Regions from separate parts of the Gossypium hirsutum genome. Here region 1 is linked to region 2. A link is a contact called in public Hi-C data. All regions are on one chromosome and are shown on one strand. The core of a region is the stretch at or near the end of the contact, and the rest is flanking DNA. Distances in the headings are between cores, read along the strand shown.

The links. A called contact is a pair of places that touch in the nucleus more often than the background predicts.
Region 1: a Hi-C map of leaf shows a contact between it and region 2, with 2.0 times the contacts expected there. The contact joins the promoter of LOC107910558 here to the promoter of LOC107908051 in region 2. A contact is called at or near these places in 2 of 34 Hi-C or Micro-C datasets (callus and leaf).

The regions. Positions count from the first base shown.
Region 1 is chrD02:8,374,909-8,377,608 of Gossypium_hirsutum_v2.1, forward strand. It overlaps LOC107910558 (nuclear export mediator factor Nemf), which reads left to right and starts at 1,346. Exons shown (of 14, transcript XM_016838428.2): 1 at 1,346-1,506; 2 at 1,626-1,738; 3 at 1,817-1,913; 4 at 1,991-2,115; 5 at 2,304-2,700. The coding sequence starts at 1,402.
Region 2 is chrD02:8,178,661-8,181,360 of Gossypium_hirsutum_v2.1, forward strand. LOC107908051 (serine/threonine-protein kinase STY46) reads left to right here and starts at 1,428. Exons shown (of 13, transcript XM_041088219.1): 1 at 1,428-2,007; 2 at 2,200-2,617. The coding sequence starts at 1,610.

The sequences.
Region 1 (2,700 bases), core at 96-2,595, 200 kb after region 2:
AAATTCTTTATAAATAATTAAAATTAAATTTTGATAAATTGAAAGCAAAAAGGAAAAAGTGTAATTTATCAATTTTCGTGAATTAGACGGAAGTGTAGAAAGCTTTCCACAAAACACGAAGGAAGTAATGATGTTGTGCGTGTGACATGTTTGTATAAAGTGAATAAACAAAGGGTTCTAATCTCGTAACAAAAACGAAAAAGGAAAAGTGAAAGCCTTTGAGTTGATTAGCATAACTAAGGATTAAACAGGCAAATGAATAATGGTAATTATTATCTGATAAGATTATCGTACTTCACGTTGAGTACTCTAACCGGACAAGTCAGGTCAAGAGTATTAGGAGAGACCATTATAATGTCAATGACTAAAAATAAAAATCACCTCAAAATAAATAAATGTATTACGAGATTTAATAATGTTATAATTCATTTCATCTTTTAATTATGTAATCAAGATTCAATCTTAATTTATAGTAATGAAGTACATTTTATAAATAATTGTTTATTTTTTTGAAAAATTTATGCGATAAGGGGATAATCACCATTACTAATGATAAATACTTTAATTTTGACCAAAAAAAATTCATTTAATATAGTATAAAAATGATTAATTTGATTTAAAAATGAAGATGTAAAAAAGAAAAGAAAAAATTAAAACTACTTGAGACGACTTTATGGTTTAACTTAAAAACTAAATTATTCTTTTTATTATAAAAATGAACAATTTTCACAATTATATTCGCTTGGAATATGAAAAACATTGTTCATAATAATATCATGAATCATGATAACTTTTGAAATTATAAACTACATATCATATTTTAGATTAATTTAATAACTAAATAATTTGTGAATCTAATATTATAAGAAGTAAATTTGATCTATTGATTAATCAAAACCAAAAATTAGAAGTCCGACCAGTGATGTATAATCAAAATAATTTAAAAAAATTTTAGAATTGGTATAAATATAAAGAACTAGAGAAATAATTTTTTTTCCTTTTTTAAAACAAAATATTTTGAATTTTTCATTATTATTTTTGATTTTTTGTATACATACCTTTTCTTAAAAATATTTCATACTTATTTTCAGTTATTATTAATTTTTAAATTGATTAAACCATCTGCTTCAACTAATTCAATTGATTGAATGGAAAACAGAAAATCCAACCGATTTAATTTCTGATTCTATTATTACAATAATCCGTAAAACTAAACAAAATCCCTGAGTTGAGCTCAAGCCTTGGTCCGATCCCCAGACATAATAGAGCCCAACCATGTTGGGCTCGCCAAGACCCAATTCCAAGCCCAGGCTGAGCCTCACTGCAACACCATAATCACCTCTCTTGCGCTCAAAGGTTCCCCAAAACTAAGCGACAGAGAAACAAGAAAGAGAAGGGAAAATGGTGAAGGTGCGCCTTAACACCGCCGATGTTGCCGCCGAAGTCAAGTGCTTGCGAAGATTGATCGGCATGCGTTGTTCCAACGTCTACGATCTCTCTCCCAAGGTTTTATTTTTTTCTTTTTAATTTTTCAATCCCTCCCCCCTTTCTTCAGCAAATGAAGAAACGAGGATTTTTTTTCTTTCTAAAATCTGAAGATTAATGCTTATGGTTTGCTATTGTAGACATATATATTCAAGCTAATGAATAGTAGCGGCGTTACGGAGTCGGGAGAGAGCGAGAAAGTACTGTTGTTAATGGAGAGCGGCGTCCGTTTACATACCACTGCTTATGTTCGGTATGTTTCTTCTTTTTTGTAATGTCAATTTTTTTTCTTTTAAATTTACATTAAATAAATTTTCGAAATGTTATATAGGGATAAGAGCAATACACCTTCTGGCTTTACCCTCAAATTAAGAAAGCATATTCGAACTAGAAGGCTTGAAGATGTTCGTCAACTCGGTTATGATAGGGTATATATATATATATTTTTAGTCTGCTTTGATTTCTGTTTTTTTAACTTCTCAATTTATTAAGCTTTTGTGCGCAGATAATTCTGTTCCAATTCGGGTTAGGCGCTAATGCTCATTATGTAATATTGGAATTGTACGCCCAAGGAAACATTATCCTCACTGATTCCGATTTCACTGTTTTGACACTTCTTCGTTCCCATAGGTAACAATTTTTCTCATCCTCAGTTTAAATTCATGTTTCTGGGAATCCGGTAAGAATGTCATGCTTAGTGATGTTTATTTGTTGTGGCATTTTCTTCCTTTTCAAAATTCATGGTTTTGATGTTTTCCAGTTTGTAATTTAAGTGAACTTAGTTTGATAAATGAATTGTGCACGTTCATCCATGGCAGGGATGATGATAAAGGGGTGGCGATCATGTCACGCCATCGTTACCCTACTGAGATCTGCCGGCATTTTGAGCGAACCACCATCTTGAAGCTGCAGACAGCCCTCACTTCTTCTAGTGATCCAGATGAGAATCAAGCTGCTAAGGTTATTAAAGCTGGGAATAATTCACTTGACGCACCTAAAGGAAAAGAAAAAGACAAGAAGGGTAGTCACAAGGGTGGGAAAACTTCTGAGCCAAACAAAAGTGCCAGTGATAATACTCGTTCTAAACAGGCTACATTGAAGAATGTTCTTGGAGAGGCATTGGGTTATGGTCCTGCACTCGCTGAGCATATCATTTTAGATGCTGGTCTGGTTTCAAATACAAAAGTAAATAAAGATAACAAGCTTGATGATGAT
Region 2 (2,700 bases), core at 178-2,677:
ATCAAATGTGAAACACTTTTAAATTGTTTGATGATTAAGCACAAAATAACTTAAAAAACTATTTAAAAAAATTTTAAGTATAAACATTGCATCAATCAAGTTATTTCATTAACTTAATCTTCAATTTAGGTGCTAAATGTTAGTACAAATCAAATGTGAAACATTTGTAAAACATGCTGAATTAAATTGTAAACATGTGTGTATCTATTATATAAACAACTTAAATCTAACAATTTTTAAAAAATAAAAATAAATAGAATCATTTAAAGGTAGAAGAGCCAGTTTTGTTTACAAAAAAAAAACCTCTCGTTTGTGTGATGCATGTACACGTATTTACAATTTGTGTTGGTACTTAATAACTAAGCTAATGGCAAGGTTGATATTTTAAAGACTTTTGAAGTTTGGATACCAATTTAAAAATGAGGAATATAATTAGCTTAAATTTGGATAACCAAGCGAGAGAAATTAAAAGTGAGTTTTGAGAATGAAAAATTAGGACATTAAGGCTTCCTTTGGTTTGCTTCAGTACATCAGTGAGGTGCAGTTGAGGGTGCCAATCTCACTGCCATGGTGTTTGGAAAAGCAGATCAGTCTAGTGAGAATTCAATTCCACCGCACTGGACAGCTAAATTTCTGCTGGAGGTTTCAGCAGCAATTGAAACCCTTGGGTGTTGTTGGTATTTTTAAGAGACAAAAATATCATTACTTTTATTTATTATTTTACCATTTTATCCTTGAAAGTTAAACTAATTTCTTTCCCAAATTTGATCCAAGTATAATGTTACTATTTATGAAAATAATATTTATCATTGTTATAAAAAAATATTTAACTATAAAAAATAAAAATAATTATCATTTTTTCTAATAAATAATTTAAATTAATTATATAAATCATTAAAATACTGGAAGATACATTTTAATATTTTATTAAATGAATTTATAAATTCACATATTTTAATAATTTTAAAAAAGTAAAATAATTTAAAAAACTTCTATTATATATCAATTCTAATATGATATCCTTAATAGTCATTTTTTATTCTTACCTCACCGCTACAGCTGAGTTTGAATCCACACACACTCCACCTTGTTTCTAATCTCACCGTTACAGTAACTAATCTCACCGCCACCGCTATTTTTAACATCACCAAAGGTAAACACACCGCCCATCCAAACTAGCCCTAAATCTTACATTTCAATATGGCCTACAAATTATTATGCTGCAAGAAGCTAATATTGATCAATCTCATTGGCATGCTTATGTCATTCCACGCTATTTAAAAAAAATATCATTATAATAATATTAAAAATAATTAAAAAATTATATTTAAAAAATAATGTTATACAAAGACGGGTGTCGGACATGTGTCACCAAACAGTTTAAATTCATTTGATAATTATGAAATTAAAAATAAAAAAAGGAAACCGCCAAAAGGAAGAAAAAGGAAATGGGTGGAGTTTTCTGAGTTTTGGCTTCCTTAACAGAGGAGAGTTTTGAAGTGGAAGAAGGTGATGAAAAAAATATTTGAATTTAATTTATTTAATTGTCAAAGCTTTGAAGCTTCGCTTGTTTTTCAAACTGATTGTGTAAAGGAAGGGAAAGCAAACAATGAAAACGCCGCTAGGGGAGGAGCTCTTGAGGAAGATCCAAGAACTGGAAGTAGGACATGCGTATCTCATGCGAGAAATGTCAGGTTTAAGACAATCCAGCGGTGAGTCAATTCATGACTCAACTCGTCGAGGATCCCGCCGTACTTCCCCTCAACGGCCGTTATTTCTCGGGGACGCGGCGGCTGCTGCCGGTTCTGGTTCTGTTCGACTTCCGTTACGAATAGAGAGCGGGAGCTGCGGCACCACAAATGGAGGCGGTGGCGACGCAGGAAGAACAAGAACCGGGAATTCACGGACAGCTGCCGCTAATTTGACTAACAGTCAGTATTTAAATATTTTACAGTCTATGGGACAATCTGTTTATATATATGATCTTAGAGGCCGTGTATTCTTTTGGTAAGTTTGAACTTTGAATAGGGTTTCTTTCTTTCTTTCTTCTTCTTCTTCTTCTTTTTCTTTTTCAGTTGCAATGTTCGTGATTTATTTTTCTAGATTAACGATATGATTTGATCTTGTTTCTTAATATACAAGGTAAGGATTATCATCCCTGTAGAGTTATTTTTCTTAAAATTGCGTGTTTTATTGCAGGAACAGAGGTGCTGAAAAACTTTATGGTTATTTAGAAGCAGAAGCTTTAGGACAAAATATTATTAAGCTTGTTTGTCATCCTAAGGATTTCGGGTTTGCAGTAAATATAGTTCAACGGGTTATTATTGGGGAGAGTTGGACTGGACTGTTTCCTATTAAGAATAGACTAGGGGAGAATATTTCTGTAGTTGCAACTGTTACTCCTTTTTATGATGAAGATGGTTCTGTGGTGGGAATCACTTCTGTGACCTGTGATTCACGGCCTTTTCAAGAAACCAAGTTTGAATTTTCAGCTGAAAGGCAACCGAAAGGAAATTCTTCAGCCTTTACCCGGTCTAAAAACACCATCTCGGTTAAACTTGGTCTTGATCCTCAGCAGCCTCTGCAAGCTGCAATTGTATCAAAAATATCAAATTTGGTATTAGTTTCTTAATTCTTTATATATGATTATGTTTGGTTTCTTTTGTTTTGATTTGGGCTGATTCACGAGTTAACCAAAGC